Regions from separate parts of the Mus musculus genome. Here regions 2, 3, 4, 5 and 6 are each linked to region 1. Evidence: chromatin contacts called from public Hi-C, HiChIP or PLAC-seq and promoter capture Hi-C data. All regions are on one chromosome and are shown on one strand. Each heading gives the region's core, a stretch centred on a gene start, on an enhancer-like site or on the middle of the called end of the contact. The rest is flanking DNA. Distances are from core to core; before and after follow the strand shown. Region 1 holds the start of Adipor1 (adiponectin receptor 1). Region 2 overlaps Ppp1r12b (protein phosphatase 1, regulatory subunit 12B). Region 3 overlaps Ppp1r12b (protein phosphatase 1, regulatory subunit 12B). Region 4 has its middle 5.0 kb from the start of Gm19497. Region 5 has its middle 4.3 kb from the start of Gm32039. Region 6 overlaps Chit1 (chitinase 1 (chitotriosidase)).

Region 1 (3,137 bases), core at 267-2,766:
GATTTCTGAGTTTGAGGCCAGCCTGGTCTACAAAGTGAGTTCCAGGACAGCCAGGGCTACGCAGAGAAACCCTGTCTTGAAGAAAAATAAAGTTTCCAGATTTTGTTTTGTACAGCAGGTAATTTATTATTATTATTTTTATTAAAATATAGGTTTCTAGTCAACTGTTTTTTTTAAAGATTTATTTATTTATTTTATGTATATGAGTATACCATTGCTCTCTTCAGACACACCAGAAGAGGGCATTAGATCCAATTAAGATGGTTATGAGCCACCATGTGGGTGGCTGGGAATTGAACTCTGGACCTCTGGAAGAACAGTGGGTGTTCTTAACTGCTGAGCCATCTCTCCAGCCCCAGGTAATATATTAACAATAGCTAGTTGTTATGAAACTCTATCCATTTGCCAGGCATCATGCAGACACTGCCTTAGTCCTGACAGACCTGAAAGTAGCACCTGAAATGTCCTTAGTCCTGACAGACCTGAAAGTAGCATCATTTCCCTTCGTTTTCAAGGTTAAGTAGTGATTTGGAAGGACTCAGTAATGTGTAAAGATCGGCTGGCTTGGGAAGGAAACTGGATCTACAAGAACCCAGAGTCTATGCTTTTAACCAGAACAAAGTTGACTTCACTCTCCTGGGGCATCCATCTAGCATTTGGTCACCTTTTCTTGCATTTAGAGCAGTAACAGCTGTGCATCGTTTTTTGGAGTATAAGAAAATGAACACTCCCAAAATACTATATTGTGTGGTTCAGTTCCGGCAGAGAAGCACACTATATTGTCTTCTAAGATGTGCCCTCTGGGTCACATGGGAACATGGACTGGCACAGAAAATTGTCAAGCTAGGCTTGTTTGAAATAACTTCTCCCTTTCTGATAAATAACAGGAACCAAAAGTTAAATCAGTTGAGTGAATAGATTCATGGTAGTCGTTCCATACATAGCATACCAGAAGAAGAGAGGGAGGGATTTGGAAAATGGATATAGAAATAGTTTCGGAGCTGTATGGTAGCCCACATTTGAAATCCTAGCATTTGAAAGGCTGAGATAGGATGGCCTCGAGTACAAGGCTCACCTGGGTTGCACAATTAAACCCTTTCTCAAACAAAAATAAAAGTGTGGGTTGGCGTTGTTTAATCCTGCCACTAGGGAGGCGAATCTACAGGGCGAATTCGGGACAGCCAGGGCTACACGGAGAATCCGTGTCTTGGAAAAAGGGGGGAAAAAGTGTTTCTGTACTAGAGATATAGTGGCTTGCCTAGAGGTACAATTCCCAGTACTAAGAGAAGGAAAAAAAAAGTGTTTCGGAGCTGAAAAGCGAGGCCGTGGGGTGGGAAACTAAGATTGCCTTCCCAGCTCCCTACTCCCAGCTCCCTACTCCCCTACACGCGCCCGTCGTAGGCCGGGAGAAGAGGCTTTTGCAGTCCGCCAGTGTAGGGCCAAGCTGGGACAGCCAGAGCCAGCGATTGGTCAGATCAGGGGCGGGGCGGGGCGAGCCTGAGCGCGCCCTGATGATTGGCACGCGCAGGAATGCCTGGATCGGAGCGGGTGAGGTAGCGCCGGGAAGGTGACGCGGCTGCGGAGGTGACGCCGTGCGGTCGCGCGGCCCTTCCGGCGCGGGCAGGGCGCTGAGGATCGGGCGCCCCTCGGCCGCAGGCCGCCTCCAGTGCCGCGGGATGTAGCGCCCGGGCCCGCGGCCCCCAGCAGAGGCAGCCAGCCAGGCCGTAAGTGTCCCGGGGGTGGGCGGGGCGCGGGCCCTGCAGGCTCTGGAGGGGACAGCACGGGAGTGGCCCGCCCCTGGATCGTCGCTCACCGCCCGGCCCTCCGAAAGGTCCTCCGTAAACATTTCCGGCCCCTCCCACCGCGCACCGCCTCCGTTCGGGGGGCTGCTCGCCGCCGTCGGGGCCCGGCAGTCCGCGAGTGCTGTCTCCGCAGCCGCGCGGTAGACGGCCGCGTTCCAGCCCTGCTGGCGACCCCCGGAGTTGAGCCTGCGAGTTGGGTGCGGGAACACCGGCCCTGGGTGGCCGGGAACCCTAAGGCCACCACCGCGATCCGCAGGTCAAACGTGACGGGGCTCCCTCCTGGATAGGGTCGGTCGGGAAGTTGATGGAGACTCGACAGGCCTAAGGTACTACTCAACTAGAATGTAAACAAGATGCCGAAGTGTTGGGAAGGGCCAGATTTCATCTCAGAAATCTAGGGTTGATGGATGCTGGTTTGTTTGAGAATTTGAGTCTCGCACTTGCTTTTAAGAAAATAAAGTGGCTCGCCGTCAGTTTCTGGCGGTTCGTAGTTGAAGAAGCTGGACAAATTTCAGTTTACATAGTTTCAGATGTCAGCGGAGCACTAAGAGACCATGGGATCTTCTATAATAATAATCTGATTATTTCCCTCGGGTCTTTAGCAGACAGACCAGAAAACCCAGCAGTTAAGTTGTGTGGTAAATCAAACGAAGATGGCAATAGGTGGTTCTTTGCAGAACCAAAGCCATGTTGGGATGTGCTCACTGCTTTTTTTTTTTTTCCTTTTGATAATGCAGGGCAGGCTGTGATGGTGCAGTCGCAGTTCCTGAGAGTTTATAGCATCAGTCCACTGCCAGGAACTCAGTCAGATAGGATGGCGCTAAGTGGATTGCAATGTCAGGGTTCCCGGCCTGCAGCCACTGCATTTCTTTATTACAGAAGTAGTTTTTGTGTCCATTTTTTGTGAAAGGTCTTTGAGAAGTCAGTCTTCAAAAGCTGGTGTTATTAGTGAAGTATTAGACATTGGTGTGGGCCTTCAAACACTGCACCTACTCCCGCAGGGTAATCTCCGCTGGGGTGTTCACAGTAGCCCAGAAACGACAAGATTTTTGAGAAAGAAGTAAATGAGTGGCTTTACCCGTGTGAAAGATAAATTAAGGAAGCAGCCTTAATTTCATAGCCTCTGCGCCTCCCTCCCCTCACTCCACCCCCCCCCCCTCACGGCAGGAGGAGGGGAGCGGTCAGCACCTTAAAATGAATGGTAGGCTAAGTTGTGTCACTTCAGAGTGACCTCATTTTCTTAAGCTTCCTGATGGAAAGTGCATTATTCGATGCTCTGGGTAGCCATGCTACCATGTAAACCGCTGTTTACACAACTGTACCCCTGGAATGCCC
Region 2 (3,137 bases), core at 449-2,948, 450 kb after region 1:
TTAACTGCTTCTCCACTTTAACTTATTGAAACAGGGTCTCTCTCTCTGAATCACATGTCACTGAGGGTCATGGATTGACTATGCTGACGTGGGGATTACAGATGCCAAGTCCTGTTATCATGGCTGCTGATAATCTGACCTCTTGTCCTCACACCTGTACAAAACACTTTCCGATTGAGTCATACCCCTTGCCCTAAGAAACACTTTTAGAGTGATTTCTTCTTTAGCTAATGGAAGACTGCTCTTTAGTTTCTCGAATGAAACGAATGGTACTTCTCTGTGCACTAGAGTAAATGTATAAACATCACATATTCACGAATGCATAATATTTACTGGGCTAAAAGTCAATTAAAAGAGGGCAACTGAGGGTGAGGGAAATAGCTCAGCTCTTAAGAATACCTGCTGCTCCTCCAGAGAACCTGAACTTGAGTCCCAGAACCTGTATCAGGAGTTCTTGCAACTCCAGCTACAGGGCCTCTGACCCCTTTTTCTGGCCTCCAAGGGCACTAGCAACACACATGGCACATGTATACACATTCACAAGCAAACATGCATGCATAGGCATGCACACATACACACGAATAAACATGTCTTTTTAAAAAGAGGACAACTACTGACTCAGAACCCCATTAGTCCAGATAATTGATTTCCTTAAAAATTTTATGGAAAGAACAATAACAGGAAATGCTGTTTTTCAATACACTTAACTTCTCCCCCCCCCCTTTCTCAAAATGTGTGCTTTGAGTTCTCTTCACAATAAACAAATACTAAAAAGTTAGGTACTGTAGTCTTAGATTACATTTCCTGGCGTCTCACATATACATACACACTGAAAGATAGAAAAATATCTTTTTGGATACTGAAAAACCTTGATGAAAATTTGTTCTTTTCCAAGTCTTAAAAAAACCCTCTACCATAGCCTGCACACTAGATTTTATAACTTCAAGGTTAAGACAATGCTTAATGTTTCTTCCTTTTATCACACTGCACAATCTCTTAATCCTAACAACTGAAAAGTTCTGCTCTTTTTCTAATCTATCTCAAGTTGATCTACATCTGCTTTCTAGGAATTTCGCTCTAAAAACACTGCAGTGTAACAGAGCATGGTAGCGGCCATCTGCACTCCTAGTCTCAAGCAGGCTACCGCAAGAGAACCAAGAGATCAAAGCTGGCTGGTCTGGGGTGCACAGCAAGTCTCAACAACTGCAGACAAGTGAGCCACAATCCCACATTACCATAAATGCTCATTTCCTTCCCTGGGACTATTCTCCCATGAATTAAATCTATGCACCCAGCACTGCTTCTCTTGCACCCAGCACTGCTTCTCTTGCACCCAGCACTGCTTCTCTTGCACCCAGCACTGCTTCTCTTGCACCCAGCACTGCTTCTCTTGCACCCAGCACTGCTTCTCTTGCACCCAGCACTGCTTCTCTTGCACCCAGCACTGCTTCTCTTGCACCCAGCACTGCTTCTTTGAGCACTTTATTACAGTATTACCTTGCTGCACAAAGTAATCACAGAGAACTCAGAACAAAACAAAGGATCTTTATCTGGGCTTCAAGCTCTCCATCACAAAAGACAAAAATATGTCTGTCAGCTATAAGGCAAGTAGGGGAAAAAAGGCTCTGACTATACATACAACATAATGCTAACCCCCACCAACCACAAAATCCTCCCAGGCTAAGACAGTAAGATTAAGATCTATCTGAGCTTGAGTCAGACACTTCCCACCCGCTTGTCTGTCTCTCTTCTCACAGCAGAGCCCTGCAACCGCACCAGCAACCTCATACCTCCTCTTCTCCCGGGCCTCCACAGAGGGGTCTGTTCCAGCGGAGGAGAACACTGTGGCAGCTGGAACCCCATTGGCAGTACTTGGCGCAGGACGGTTGGTGATCACACACAGTGGGGTGCTGGAGGAGACACTGTCTGCTGTTTTCTCTGCTGTTGAGTCAGCCTGGGACTTGTAAGGAGTCCTGGAATTAAGAAAAGACAGGAGCAAAAAGAGAATGGTCAGGCATGATGTATAGCAGACACTGGCACAGAGAAAGGAGGCACTAGTCTAATGAGAATCTTCTTGCTCAAGATTTTGTTTGTTGGTTTGTTAATTCTGAGCTCGTAAATATTGCATCAGTATGATTATACATTTAGTCTGACATCTTCTGCCCAGGACTTATTTGTTATAGGATATTTTTTATATGACATTAAAAAACGAACAAACAAAAATCAGCTATGGCACAAGGCAAGATACTGCATATGAACGAGTGCCTTAAAGGCTCGTTGCCACCTGACCTCCCTCCGCACATGCACAAAGAGAGAGGATCTCACTGCAGGTGAAAGAGACACCAGAATCACTTACGATATCAGTCTCCACCTCCCTCAGCTCGTGGCAGGGGAAGTCTTTGTGGCAGTCCTCAGCCTAGATTTGATGATCATCTTCTTGAATTCTCCAATTGAAAAGTATTCTACAACCTCAGTCTATTTGGCTCTCTCTCACCTAGTCCAGCAACTGCAGTCTTTCTTCCATTTAGCCAAGCGCCTAATTCTCTACAGTCATAGCTGCCTAAGTAAGAGACTGAAGCAGAAATCGAGCAGGATTCTAAATGCAACCTTAACTACAGACTGCAACAGCAAGCTGTGTAATTAAAGTCATTTCTGTGAAAAGAAGATCTTTGTTTCTTAACAAAGAATCAGGAGCAACCATTGGCTTTCCACCCAAAAAGCTATCATTTGTGATGTCACAGCTTGTTGCTGGGGTAACAGAGATCCAAAATTGATACTTGCAGAGATGGGAAAAGCAATGAAAAGCATGAATGTTAAAAATCTGTTTTTCACCTACTCACAATTATTATCAGAAATGTTTACAAGTAGCTATAAGCTCACTTCCAAAGAATCACATTATTAGAATTAGTGTAAAAGAAATAATCAAATCATAAAGTCTAAACATGGCATTAAGAAACATAAAAATATAACACTTTTGAAGATAGAAACTATATCTTTAAAAAATGAGCTACTTCTCCAGAAGGAATTAATATCTCAGCATAAGGTGATATTTTATACTCATTTTCTCATCTAAAAAGGTAGAGATAAATAGTTTCTCAGATTTATTCGTATGCAGGAAATACTAATTAACAAGAAGC
Region 3 (3,137 bases), core at 358-2,857, 410 kb after region 1:
TCCTATGGAGCATCACAGGACAGTACCTCTGCCACTTCCCAGTAATTGCACACACGGTCCCCAAACACCATGTCCTCTGAAAACACTGCACTTTACAAGTGCCTCAAGAAGTGCTCCTGCTGCTTTTGAGAACCAGCTTTATGCTTTTCCATACTTCATACATTTTCTCTAATGAAATGCATTACCTTTTTATAGCCATTACAACCTCCCCCACAAACCAAAAAATCTCTACTCTGAATTTCAAGCTCATGAGTGATCCCCCACCAGAACCACGTAAGGTTACAGGTTCTAACACGAACTAATGTCTCGTAGGCAACTGGAGGCAGCAAGAAGATAGACCAGAAAAAGAAAAGGCTAGGAGGTTGGTTAACTTATGCTAATAGTTGGAAAATCTTCAGATAAGACATTTTAAGAAAGCCCATATTACTTTGAAGGGCTGCTTATCAAATCTTTAAAAAGGTTTCTGATTAGAGGGTAACTCCCTGAGGTAACATGACACCGAGTCCAAACCTACAGGGTTTCCAAGGAGCCCCTGTGAGCTTTGATTACTGAGAGTCCTCGGCAACAGCATGGCCTAAAATTAACGGAGCTCATAAAAGGAAGATGCCAAAAGGAACTTTGTCCTTGAGATGGTTTCTGCAGCCTGGACTAGAGCAAGGCACAATCCATATATAGAAAAGCATAGAGTCTGCAGTATTTTAAGAAACTACAGTTGCAAAACACACGCAGTGTACAGTGAGAGCAAAGGTCCATCCAGGGCATGGTGGCAGCGGCCACTAGGGAAGATTCTTCAGGGCATAACACATGGCAAGCGATGTCCCAGACAGGGATGGTTGGCTGCCGCTTACCATCTCCATCCTCTGCTCTCAACTGCCATGCTGCAAACCGCAAAAAAACAGGAGAGCTCGCTATCCTACAAACAGCCTGCCAACCCCATGGGGCCGGCTCCCAGAGGACTGCTCTGAACAGTTATTGCTTATTACGGCTATCCCTATTGTTAAAAAAATCTTATGAACATTAATTATCATGTTATCAAATTTCTCAGACATCTCAAAACCCACTCTGGGTGCTTTTATGTATTTATTCTTTCCCTTATCTGTTAAAAGATAAAGAAGCTGAATGGAGAAAATCTGTATTTTATTATCCTTTTAACTCTGTTAAACGCAAGAGAAAAAGCACACCAAGAAAAAAAAAAGGTTGTGGTTGTTATATGGTGTCCTATAAAAATATTGCTTTACTACATAAATAACTAGGTCTATCTGATAGCTTACCTACCGTGTCTTTAAACTCAGGCAAGCTGTTGTTCCAGCGCAACAGTACAGTCTTGCCTGGGAAATACCTTACCATATTAGGCAATCAGGCCCCAATAGAGAAGAAAAAGCAAAGCAGACCTAGGGTTTTACCTAAAAGGAGAAAGGCCAAGACACTGCCCATCGGTGGAGAGCGAACAGACAGAGATGCTTCACGGGATTAAGTAAAAGATTAAAAGACACTGCTCGAGAGAAAGATCCAGCAAATAGCCAGGAGCGGCTGTGAAAGATTAGAGAAATAGTGCAAATTCATCCCGAGAGGTGAGGGGAGAAAACCAGAAAGGACCTGCCTAAACAGAGTTGCCGCAAAATCTGCAGAAGAGAAGCAAGACAGGACGGTACTTAAAGTTGAACACTGCAAGTTGGCTTGACCCACAGAGAAATTTTAGGATACGATTTGCTTGGAAGCTCTTGGGATTCTGAGTGAAATTTTGAAACATTCAGTCCTGTTCTTTTCTATACATTTTTCCCCCCTCTAACTCAGCAATTCCTAAAACCTTCCTCGAAATATCTCAGAAAGCCAGGCATGGTAGCACGTCTGTAATCCTAGTATTCAGGAAGGAGTGTGGAAGAGGCAGCTTGGGCTCTAGAGTGAGTCCCTGACTTAAACTAACAACAAAAGGTATTCCTGTTAGAGTTACAGAGGAATCTAACTAGGTTTTATGTCTCACATTTTTTTTCTCTAAGGAAAAATTAGTAGATAACTAAAATACACAATTTTAAAGGTTGATAAAAGTCCCAAAAGCCATGTTTATGACTGACTTAGGAATTTAGGAATCACCACTAGTAACTTACATGTAGCAGCTTCAGTTTTATTATGTAAGCGGAGCAGTGTGTACTATAATTAGCTTTAGTTTATAAATGAGGACACTGAAGCAACGAGAAGTATCTTATACAAAATAGTTGGGGGTTTAAGCCGGGATTTAAATGCAGGGAACTTAGTTCCTGGGTCTGGACTCGCTTCTCTGCCCCACTGCATGTCACCGCAGTCTGAGACACATGGTAAATAACAGACACACACATACAATGGCAGGCGGTGGGACAGTGGGAGCTGGGAATAGAATGCCACCATCTCTGCCTCAGTTCATCTCTGGGCCTCTGTGTGACTTTTATTTGTTTTTAACCATGTAGCCAGTGTCTGTGTGTGTGACAGAGAAAAGCCGTGGGTCTTTATGTGCCACAGTGCAGGGATGGGGTCAGAGGACAGCTTTTTGAGAGTGGTTCTCTTCTTTCACTGTGGATTCTGGAGACAGACCTTGGGTCATCCGGCTCAAATCAACCAAACCAAACTTTAGAATTCAATAGCATCTAGAAATAAATGGTTCTCAAAAAAACCCCATCATAACTGAAATGGAAGAGCTAGTTAAAACTATAACAAAGCTGAGAAGATAAGACAGCGCAAAGGGAACTAAGAGGCGAGTGAGCTCAAGAATGTGCATGGCTTAGTCTGCAGCCTCCTGTGGTTCCTTGAGAACAGACTCAGTGCTCTGGACATGGCCTGTATCTCAAAGGGTGTCAGGAGTCTCTGGGGTACTCAGCTCTCTCATGCCACTTTGATAAAAAAGGACAAGCACATTTTATGGTTAATATTATACAAGTAAAAAATGTGGCCAAGAACAAATCCAAAACAACTTATTGTACTGCTGTTTTTAATTTGGAAAAGAGCAAAATCACTCATATTCTTAAAGTCCAGAGGTAAGGCTATTCTCCCATAATAGCTGTCAGTCTTCTTGCTTTGAATTTTGGAGTGCTCTAGGGTTTTGTCCTTCTCTGGAGTTATTTTCCTGGTAACTTCATCCAATCCCATGGTTTTAGAGATGATCTGTT
Region 4 (3,137 bases), core at 191-2,690, 360 kb before region 1:
GACCTTATCTGGGGGGTTCAGGAAAAGCAGAGACTCCGAGCACAGGAGAGATGCTGGAAGAAAGCACCAGGCAGGGACTGTTCCTCTCCGTGGGCACAGCTCAATCCCTTGACAAACTGGCGATGCGATGCACACAGCAGCCCCTGAGTAAGGTAAGAACCTTGAAGCTGCTGCGCTTCAACTGGGAAAGAGCCAGAGAGCTCTCAGGGTCTTTGCTATGGAGTCAGGTAGGGACTCAGAGTCATTTTTGTCTTAACAATGTAAAAGATAGTGCTCATTCTAAAACTCACAAGGCAGTTTGATAGAAGTACCAAGTAAAGTATATGGATAAAATCTTATTTTTTATTTCTCCTGCTTCTCCTCCTCCTCTTCTTCTTCCTCCTCCTGTATGATGAGGACCAGTGTGACCAAGGAAGCAATAGGAGTGGCCTGAGCGTTCTTTATTTCCTGACTAAGCCACTCATTCTACTATGCACCCAGGTGCTGATGCCACCCACAGCTGAAATGTCATCAGGAAACTAATGGTCCCATGTGGACCTCAAACTTTCCCAGAAGGTTCCACCTCAGTCATCCAGATAGGAGCTAATAAATGTGACTTCAGCCACCAGTTGAGACCCTAGGTATCTCAAGCCCCCAAATCGTGTTCACACGGAGCCAATACATTGCTCAATTATGCAGCCGCACAAGCTTTCTCTCCTGAAAACTAGTTCATGCCCTGGGGACAAAGCCCACAAGAGGAGCAAGAAGGACTACTCTGCAGACAGAGCCAAGGCTTTGCTGTAGCACGGCCCTGGGAGCAGAGGAAGGGAGACTACAGGCAAATGGCTCGGAAGGACAAAGGGCCCAGCAACCACACCCAGCCACCCTGGGCCCCAACAGGAATTGCGAACGCGGAAGACAAACAAGCTGTTTCCACCTAAGTCTGGGCTGCTGGGCACACGGCATGGACAAAGGGCACAATTACACTGGAAAATGGGTCGGAGTCCCTGACTGGAGCAAGGAGGAAAACTGAATGGCAAGTGTTGAATCTCCGTAGGTCCACAGAGGATCAACAACAGCTTTGGACTTGTAGTCTATCTCAACCCCGCCTCTCCTTCCCAGCTGTCCTGTTGAGCCTTGGGTCTTGATGAGATTAGATTCTAGAGACAGGCTGAGAAAACAGAGGAGTGCCATGGGCTTCAGGCTTGGCCAGCAGTTTTAGGAGGAGATGGGAGCCAGATAAGAGCCATAATAGCTGGGTACTCAGAAGGTGGAACTAAAGATGTTGCATATCAAGAACCAGAAAGCCCAAGTCCCCAAGCAGAACGGAGCATATCAGGGCTCAGGGCACACAGCTCCCTGCCTAATGATAAAAGTAATTCAGGAGCAGAGGACTTCTGACAACATGGACGTGGATCCTGTGCAACCCAGCCGCAAGGTCACCGTGTCCATGAAGATCATGGTCCCGCCCCCAACTGTCTGGGCCCATGCATTGGTCAGCTGTGCTGAGAACTGTGCCCAGCTTCTGTGTGGAGTCTGGCTACTGTTGCCTTTACCTTCCACCTTCACCAGGACAGGTTCCAGGAAGCCTTTGCTTTCTCACGTCACTAACTCTGAGGTCTAGATCAGTCTGGCAAGACCCAGTCCCATACCGGTGCTCCAGCAGCATCAGGGATTGCCAAGGGAGCAGCTGCTGCCGATCTCACATCAATGAGTAGGAGCTGTCTCTGTCTCTCATGGTGGGACATCTCCATAATAAAGAAAAGGCTCAGATGCTGAGCAGCCAAACACATGGCAGATAATTTTTTTTCCAGGAAATCTCTGGATGGGGGTTGCGAGGTGCCACCCAAAGGGCTGAGTAAGAGACACCACCAGGATGTAGAGAATCCATATGGGTGTGGGGAGCTGTCACCTACAAATTCCTGCCTCCTTGAAGTGCAGAGACGATTGCCTCTGGTGGGAACTGTGCACTGCTTTGAGGCTGATTTCAAACACTCATCAGTGTTCATCTCCCACGGCTGGCCTGACAAAGCCTCAACAAATAAGGTGGTCTAGCAATGTTTAGAATTTATCTACTCTGTTGTTTATCCTGGAGGCCAGAAGTACACAATGTGCTTGCAGAGCTGTGCTTTTTCTGGAGGTCTTGGAATCCATCTCCTTTGCCTCTTCCGGTTCCCAGCAGGTCCTGGCAGTGCTTGGTTTGCAGCTCTTCTCCTGTCTCCATCTCCATCTAGAATCTTCTCTTTGTCCCTCTGGTAATCTCTGCTAAGACACGGGGCACAGCTTCAAGGAGCTCCCTGATTCAGGATGCTCTCATCCAAGGCTTTCGGTAATTACATTTGCAAAGACAGTGTCTCCGATGAGCTCATGCTCTAATGGTCTGGGTGACTGTGGGCACGGAGTCAGGTCTTATGCAGCCCATGATACCATCCCACAAGAACTTTCCTAAGGAGGGCTGAAAGATCTTTGTGGGGGATTTTATATGTATGTTCCTACAGTTTGAGCACCACAAACCCAGGCTACCTTCTGCTAGCTGACAAGAAAAAAAAAAACGATAAAGTGGGCATTCTATAACCGAATGCCGCCCCCCTTTGGGTTGGTGTGCACAGAGAGTGATGTCCCTGAACCTACATCTTTCTCTTCATCAATTGTGAATTACCCCAAAACATACACTGAAGCCTCAAGATCAATGTAACAAGCCCCGTGAGCCCACCGTTCAGGTGTAGTACACACTTAATATAATTTCAAATTTGCTTCCTATAAATGGAACAGTGCCTGAAACTCCTGCTATCCGCCTTCTCGGGAGGTTAAGTTCTCTCTAGTCCACCTTTGCCTTCTAGTTTAACTTTACGATAGTGAGAGAGCGAGCGGTACATAGTCAGTAGAAAGTGCACTTCGGAGCTTTTTATCTTCTCCAGGCTATGGAGTGCAGGACACTGTGAGGCCGAGCTAGAAAGCCCAAGGTCTGATAAATACACTTTCAACTTCTGGTTGGTTTATTAGGTTGGGTTGTTTCATCAACCAAGGAGTGCCTGGGCTTTTATTACATATTTATAGATAACAGACTGGCTAGAGTTGTCTGTGCTGATTAGCACCAGAGTCTAAACAGCCGATCTAATCGGCTACCCAGGTTGTGTCTTTAAACCGTACTTCACACA
Region 5 (3,137 bases), core at 261-2,760, 320 kb before region 1:
CATCCTATTAAAGGCCTTTTGTTATGTTTTTTTCCTCACTCCCCAAACAACTAGTAGTACACACTAGGCAGGTACTGGAGAAATCTGCAGTGGCCACAGAGTAGTAGAGAGGACCCGCAGGCCAACAACTGATAAAAATCAAGATCTCGGGGGAGGAGGGCAGGTTTTGAAGTTTGTGTTTGTTTATTTGTGACTCAGGCTAGCCTAGGCTGGTCAGGAATTCACACTTAACCCAGTAACTCCTTGTGGGTTTGAACCTTGCGCAGTACTTCTACCTCCGCTTCCTGAACGCGGAGGCTGCAGGCTCCAAACACCACAAGCTGCTCCCACTGTCCTTCCTTCCTTGAGGCAGTCAGACCATGCTGCCCAGACTGGCCTTGAACTCTCAATCCTCCTGCCTCAGCTTTCAAGTGCTGCCACACACCAGGTTATATGAACCTTTTGAGTACCCAAGAAGCAGCTTTTGAATTTCAGCTCAGAGTGCCATGCTATAGGGCTAGGTCAGGCTTTCCTTTCTGACAGAGAGGCTGTATACTTTCCAGCCGGAATATAAGGGAGCAGATGCCCGAGACTGCTGTCGCTTGAGGTCTAGGTCCTGCTGGCCCTTTCTGAACCCTCCTGGCTCCTCCTCCCAGCCACTGGAGAACTGCCACATTGAGAGGCAGAACCTGGGAGGCGTCGGAGCCCATTCATTTTTAATAGTCCAGCTGCCATGGTCTCCCAGAAGTTCCGCTGCACACAAGCACTCTCAGTTGCCAGGCCTGGGTCTTGTCAATGTTTAATGGAAGCAAGGATCTTATCTGGAGTTCCAAGTCGTTTAGATTACTCCTGTGTAAGGACCTGTAGTGTGGGATGGTGAAGACAGATGGAAGACTCCTCAGAGTGACCCTGCTGCTCCCCGGGGCAGGAAGGGGTTCTTAGAGTTAAAAACAGTGTGTGGGTGGCCCAGGAAACAACGCAAACGGGACAGAAAGCCCTATCTCACTTTGGTCAGGGTCTGACCACACTGTCAACAGCTCTGCCTTGGAGTCGATTCCAGGTGCCCAGTGCACACCCTGCCAGGGGCCTCCTGGGAAATCCAAGACACAAGGTAATGGATGAAGTCTGGAGGGACTTAAAAATAGATGTCCATTGAGCCTGTTCTGGTGTCCCTCAGCAACCAAATCTGCCTGTATTTGGGAGAAGAGACACCATCTGGCTTGCCTCTAGTATCAAAGTGTTGCATGGAATGACTACAAGTCCACACTAACCTGCCAGACTGAGCTGGGCCGCTCTGTGCTCCCGGTCCTGACTCCAGAGCAACTAGGGGAGGGACTAGTGCAGCTCCCCAAGGCCCCGAGGAATGCCTTACGCAGAGAGTCAAGTTCTATTTGGGGAATGGAACATCACGGTTCTAAACACAAGCCGGATGTTATTTACAAAACTTGTCTAATGGCCCAGCCTCCATACCGGTAGCTCATTGGCTGCTCGTCTAATGGCTCAGCCTCCATACTGGCAGCTCATTGGCTTCCAGCTCAGGTTTCTCTAGCGGCTTTCTCCGGACTTTCTCCCGTCCTACCAGTTTCCTCCGCTTACAGATCAACATTCCAGCCGAAGTGTCTCACTGACCACTGACTGTCACTCACCGATGAGACCTGTGGAGGGAAGCTGGCAGGAGCAGTTCCTAACTGGGAGACTGAGGCTTGGGAAGGGGAGACCGGCAGGAAAGAAAGTCAGAATGATATCACCCTGCCCTGCTGTCTGCCATTCTTATGAGGGTTAAAATGAAAGACGGCCGAGGGCCTCTCCCAGTTCACCCGTGAAGCTCGAGTCTAAGTGATGGGTCAGGTGATTTAAGCTTTTTCACTCCAATTCAGACGGTGGAGAAGTCTGGCTGAATGGATCAAAACTGGCCAGCACACTGGACAGACCATTCCTAACACCTGGCCTTTTGCTATGTTGTGTTTGGGGAGGTTGGACTAGAGACTGGAAAATCCCAACAGACATTCCTAAGTCCCGGGAAAGTCTGACGCTGAGGTGTCAGGACTGTGGGCACATGCTCTTCTTGAATATCCCTGGGTCTCTTAGGCCACTCTGTCCCCTTTGCTCATCATCTTGTCTCATGCCTGTTCACCCAACACCTGCTCCATCACCACCTCTCCCACACAGCGCAGGCCCGTGGGCTGCATGTGGTATGTATAATAGTAGTCCTTGCCCCAGTGACCCGTGAATATTCAGTGAGCTAACTCATGTGGAATGCTTGGACCAGCATGGAGTAAAACCTCAATAAATATTAACTGCTACAAATGCCTGTTGCTGTATGGTTTCTCATCCTCCATCCAGGGTAAAGGAACTTTAAAGGAACCCTGTCACGCGAGCCCTTCTAGGCCCTAGCATGATCCCAGACCTGAACACGGACAGCTGTGCCCCGTGGGTTTTCTCTAAAGGTCACAAAGACTCATCGAGAAATGTCCAGGCTTAGGCGCTGACCTAGGAAACTAAAGACGAGGCTTTATTCCATCAGCAAACAGGTGGGCTTCCTGAGAACGCAAGGACACCTGTGAACGGCTCATGAGCAACACAGTGGCCTGGCTAGCCACCAAATACTACCATGATGGTGCTGACCACTGGGTCCTTAGGATCTAGAGCAGAGGAGGTTTGGCAGGGCAGCTCAGGTAAACCTCCTGGTGAGAGAGAGCTGCAGAGTCGTGGCTACTTTAAATTGGGGGGGGGGGCATTGCTGGATGAAGAGAGAGCCTCACCTAGGCTCCACACATTCTGTGAGTGAGTAGCTCAGCACTCAGGCCCGTGGCAGAGGGTGTAGAGTGGCGCAAGCCTCTTACATAGAAGATACTAGATAGCACCTTATAGGTAGACTAACTCCAGGTTCCACCCTATCTGGGGCCTCTGTGAGTCCTTGTGGGCTGGGGACAAGATCATTGTGGGAGATTATCACCTTCCTCCTTAAATAGTACCTGCTCTACCCCGCTAATGAGCCCTCATCCAGAAGGGCTTGGGGACAGAGATCCATGACTTTTACCAGGCACTTCCTAAGGATGAAGATGAGACATAGGCAGAGGCCACAGGAGAGGATGAGGAAACCAAATAGTGGGGAAGAGGGAGACGTTACCCTGAGTAGCAAGAACAGAAGAGGCTCC
Region 6 (3,137 bases), core at 402-2,901, 270 kb before region 1:
TGACACCATTCATTTAAGTTAGAAGTTAATAAAAGTAAATCAAATTAGAACCAATCTGTAAAAACTTACAATTCTTAAGAAGCCTAAGCATTCTTTGGGGTCCACTGGGGAAGGAAGATGGGGGAGAGGGGTCCACAGGCTAATGTGGAGATTGGGGAAGAGCTCTGTAGAGTACAAAGGTAACCTGCCAGGGAGCTCAAATGGGGGTCCCCAGGTTCCCAGCTCCCCGCTAGTCTCCTTATTTGTCCCCCTAACTACATGGGAAACAATCTGTGCAGGGAGGAGGAGAGGGTGGGGATAATTTTGACAACGAGACAGTCAGGGACTGCAGGGGGATTGGAGCAGCCCCAGTGACAGTGACATTAGGGTTAGAAAGCACTTCTGTTGTTCCTTTTCTTAACCAGGCCCTTAACCTGTCAGCAAGTACCCCAGCAGCCCCCAGGAACCCTAGAACCCTTTCTTGTCTAAACATGTGATTGGGACCCCGAGAACTCTCCTATTCACCCTTGAGCAAGACAGTGACCTGTCTAGCCCCAGTCAGGCCACACCCCTTCCATCATTCCACAGGTTCACAGACATGGTGGCCACCGCCAGCAACCGGCAGACCTTTGTGAAGTCAGCCCTAAGTTTCCTGCGCACTCAAGGTTTTGATGGCCTTGACCTTGACTGGGAGTTCCCAGGTGGACGTGGGAGCCCCACAGTAGACAAAGAGAGATTCACAGCCCTGATACAGGTATGGCTGGGAGGGACTAGGGTCATTCAGTCTGCCGAGTGACTCAGGGTGGTGGTCCTACCCCAGTGCCAGCAGCTTCAGACTGCAGAATGTGAACACCTATCAGGGAGTGGGTAATAGCATAGAGGGTCCTGCTAGCTCCTGCCTCTACCTTCATGCTGTTCTTCCCACAGGACTTGGCCAAAGCCTTCCAGGAGGAAGCCCAGTCCTCAGGGAAGGAACGCCTCCTTCTGACTGCAGCTGTACCGAGTGATCGAGGCCTGGTGGATGCTGGCTACGAGGTGGACAAGATTGCCCAGTGAGTCTCATGAATCCCTATGTTCTCCAAGGCTGGAGCAGCCCAGGGTGGTTGAGCATTCCAGAAACAAAGCAGATCTCTGCTTGCAAGGCATGACTTCCAGTTGTTATCACGCAACTGAGAAGTCACTGCTTTCTGTGTTGGCTACACTGCACTATTTCAGATCCTTTCTGTGGGTGTGTGGGGATGGTTAGGTGGTCTTTGTTCTTCCCTTCCTCTGGTACTCACAAGGTTCAAGAAAGAACACACTTGGGGCAGGAGGAGGGAGATCACAACCCTTAAGCATCTCCAAGAATATGGGAGGTCACATGCTAGCTCCTCGGTGGGGTGTGTGGAGCTGCAGCCCCTATGACACTTGAGAGATGGTACACCGGTGCATGCATTTATTCCCAGCATTCAGGAGGTGAGGGCAGGCAAGTCCCTGTGAGTCTGAAACCAGCCTGCTCTTCACTGATTTCCAGGCCAGCTACATAGAGAGAGATGCTGTGAGTGTGAGTGAGTGTGTGTGTGTGTGTGTGTGTGTGTGTGTGTGTGTGTGTGTGTGAAAGCTTGTTAGAAATGCAGCCTGCTGAGTGAACGCCTACATTTTAGTGAGATTCTCAGGGGACTTATGAAATGTTAACGCTTTGGAAGCACTGAGCTAGATTGCTTCCAAAATGGCAAAATCGAACCAGCTCTCTCGCACAGAACAGAAAACACCTGAGGGTGCTGACGTGGGCGGTGGGGGGCAGGACATCGAAGACAATGTCCAACACCACAGTGGGAATGGGAATGGTCTGAGGGTGAGGGATAGAGAATGTCCTTATCTCTCCTTCTTGTTCCCACCCCTTCCCATGTCTCCTGCAGGAGCTTGGATTTCATCAACCTTATGGCCTACGACTTCCACAGCTCCTTGGAAAAGACCACAGGGCATAACAGCCCCCTCTACAAAAGGCAAGGAGAAAGTGGGGCAGCCGCTGAGCAAAACGTGGTGAGTGGTTGGTGGGATGAGGCGGGGGTCTTCTGTCCAGCAGGACCTGGGTAGTGGCCTCGTTTGAACCCCAGTTCCCTAATGGAAAACAAAACCAGGAAAACCAAGGACGACACCAAGGACCAGGCTTTTCCTGTTGTCTTGTTTGCTGGCTTTATTCTGTCCCATGCCATTTCTGAGGGGAAGGTGTCACTTCTCTGCAGGATCTTAGCTGACAACAGAGCAAGTCACTTTAATGACATCAGACACACAAGGGACTGATGTGGAAGCTTCCTTGGAACTTGACTCTACAGCCAGTATGACCCCCACATGTTTCACATCCATCCTTGCCCAAGGTTGATAACACTGCAAGGGACATCACTTGAGGAGGAACAACCAGGCCCTGGAAGGGCAGACTGGTCTTAAACTGGAGCTGGGATTTCCTGCCCAACTCTTTCTCTCTGAGAAGTCTGGATAGCTTATATATGCCCAGACTATAGTCACAGGTCAAGAATAACGATTCTTTCTTAAGAAAGAATCATTCTTAAGAAAGAAACGATTCATTTCTCTTTCTTAAGACAGCCACCATGGCACTCCCTAAATTTGGAATGCCTTTTGCTTTTGGTGTCCTGTATCTGAGAGGGCAGGAATAGGACATTTTTATCTCTCTGGCACTTTCACAAAGTTAATACTGTGGGTTAGAGGGCCACATCAGGCCTGACTGTGTACCTCATCTGGAAAACAGAATGGGTTTTGAAGGAAGCTAAACAGCTCAGTTCAGTGGAGGACACAAAGACACAAAGCTGATTGCTGTTTGGGGCTGAGCCCATCAGCCGGGTATTCTCTGGGCTGGAAAAGGAAGGGTTTTGCCTTTGACCACATGTCTTCTACTTGCCAATTGTGTGTCTGAGAACTGCTTCTGGCCAGTCTCCCCTATCTAAACATACATAAGATGTGTCATTCAGGGACCCTAGTTTTTCTCTCAGAAATTTGGGGTTTGATCATGGGTAATCTATTCAGACTAACAAAAAGAAATCAATGCAATGAAAACTGTCTTTACCGAAGAGGCCCAGACTCACCATGAGGACACTGAGCCACAGTATAGGCCCGAAGGACAAATTTTCATTTTTCAATAGTTACTCAGCATCACTAGATCC

What was found. Promoter capture Hi-C pulls out the DNA fragments that hold promoters and counts their contacts. A called contact is a pair of places that touch in the nucleus more often than the background predicts. HiChIP or PLAC-seq counts read pairs in DNA pulled down with a chosen protein or histone mark.
Region 2: an H3K27ac HiChIP or PLAC-seq map of regulatory T cell precursor shows a contact between it and region 1, with 4 times the contacts expected there. The contact joins the enhancer-like site here to the promoter of Adipor1 in region 1. A contact is called at or near these places in 7 of 39 promoter capture datasets (the 3T3-L1 cell line, 3T3-L1-derived adipocytes, the C10 cell line and 4 more), 1 of 484 Hi-C or Micro-C datasets (cortical neurons), 6 of 115 datasets of contacts at active chromatin or transcription factors (the SCID.adh cell line, T-cell acute lymphoblastic leukemia, embryonic stem cells and 3 more) and 1 of 9 other capture datasets (embryonic stem cells).
Region 3: a contact with region 1 is called in a promoter capture Hi-C map of cranial neural crest. The contact joins the enhancer-like site here to the promoter of Adipor1 in region 1. A contact is called at or near these places in 2 of 39 promoter capture datasets (3T3-L1-derived adipocytes and cranial neural crest) and 5 of 115 datasets of contacts at active chromatin or transcription factors (the SCID.adh cell line, bone marrow-derived macrophages, embryonic forebrain and 1 more).
Region 4: an H3K27ac HiChIP or PLAC-seq map of extraembryonic endoderm stem cells shows a contact between it and region 1, with 3 times the contacts expected there. The contact joins the enhancer-like site here to the promoter of Adipor1 in region 1. A contact is called at or near these places in 6 of 39 promoter capture datasets (the 3T3-L1 cell line, the C10 cell line, hippocampal neurons and 2 more), 5 of 484 Hi-C or Micro-C datasets (B cells, the G1E-ER4 cell line, LSK cells and 2 more) and 5 of 115 datasets of contacts at active chromatin or transcription factors (bone marrow-derived macrophages, effector CD8 T cells, embryonic stem cells and 2 more).
Region 5: an H3K27ac HiChIP or PLAC-seq map of extraembryonic endoderm stem cells shows a contact between it and region 1. The contact joins the enhancer-like site here to the promoter of Adipor1 in region 1. A contact is called at or near these places in 9 of 39 promoter capture datasets (the 3T3-L1 cell line, the C10 cell line, embryonic stem cells and 3 more), 8 of 115 datasets of contacts at active chromatin or transcription factors (bone marrow-derived macrophages, embryonic stem cells, epiblast stem cells and 4 more) and 2 of 9 other capture datasets (adipose tissue and pancreatic islet).
Region 6: a contact with region 1 is called in a Hi-C map of cortical neurons, with 2.7 times the contacts expected there. The contact joins the enhancer-like site here to the promoter of Adipor1 in region 1. A contact is called at or near these places in 5 of 39 promoter capture datasets (3T3-L1-derived adipocytes, the C10 cell line, cranial neural crest and 2 more), 1 of 484 Hi-C or Micro-C datasets (cortical neurons), 7 of 115 datasets of contacts at active chromatin or transcription factors (the HPC-7 cell line, T-cell acute lymphoblastic leukemia, cardiomyocytes and 4 more) and 2 of 9 other capture datasets (adipose tissue and liver).

The regions. Positions count from the first base shown.
Region 1 is chr1:134,413,862-134,416,998 of GRCm38.p6, forward strand. It overlaps Adipor1 (adiponectin receptor 1), which reads left to right and starts at 1,517. Exons shown (of 8, transcript NM_028320.4): 1 at 1,517-1,724.
Region 2 is chr1:134,863,988-134,867,124 of GRCm38.p6, forward strand. It overlaps Ppp1r12b (protein phosphatase 1, regulatory subunit 12B), which reads right to left. Exons shown (of 24, transcript NM_001368827.1): 13 at 1,791-1,973. Among named protein-coding and RNA genes, the nearest start is that of Gm51265, 81 kb to the right of the region's middle. Within about 2 kb of position 1,699, at least 29 of the 459 cell types and tissues checked have an H3K27ac peak or open chromatin away from gene starts, as enhancers often do. A contact at or near this core is called in the SCID.adh cell line, T-cell acute lymphoblastic leukemia, cortical neurons and 1 more, where this site is marked.
Region 3 is chr1:134,822,719-134,825,855 of GRCm38.p6, forward strand. The region is part of intron 18 of Ppp1r12b (protein phosphatase 1, regulatory subunit 12B); the gene reads right to left. Among named protein-coding and RNA genes, the nearest start is that of Gm32670, 50 kb to the left of the region's middle. Within about 2 kb of position 1,608, at least 28 of the 459 cell types and tissues checked have an H3K27ac peak or open chromatin away from gene starts, as enhancers often do.
Region 4 is chr1:134,054,406-134,057,542 of GRCm38.p6, forward strand. No RefSeq gene overlaps it. Among named protein-coding and RNA genes, the nearest start is that of Gm19497, 5.0 kb to the right of the region's middle. Within about 2 kb of position 1,441, at least 23 of the 459 cell types and tissues checked have an H3K27ac peak or open chromatin away from gene starts, as enhancers often do. A contact at or near this core is called in the G1E-ER4 cell line and extraembryonic endoderm stem cells, where this site is marked.
Region 5 is chr1:134,097,896-134,101,032 of GRCm38.p6, forward strand. No RefSeq gene overlaps it. Among named protein-coding and RNA genes, the nearest start is that of Gm32039, 4.3 kb to the left of the region's middle. Within about 2 kb of position 1,511, at least 401 of the 459 cell types and tissues checked have an H3K27ac peak or open chromatin away from gene starts, as enhancers often do. A contact at or near this core is called in adipose tissue, bone marrow-derived macrophages, embryonic stem cells and 8 more, where this site is marked.
Region 6 is chr1:134,144,685-134,147,821 of GRCm38.p6, forward strand. Chit1 (chitinase 1 (chitotriosidase)) reads left to right here. Exons shown (of 12, transcript NM_001284525.1): 6 at 568-733; 7 at 907-1,031; 8 at 1,878-2,001. Among named protein-coding and RNA genes, the nearest start is that of Chit1, 35 kb to the left of the region's middle. Within about 2 kb of position 1,652, at least 6 of the 459 cell types and tissues checked have an H3K27ac peak or open chromatin away from gene starts, as enhancers often do. A contact at or near this core is called in cortical neurons and hippocampal neurons, where this site is marked.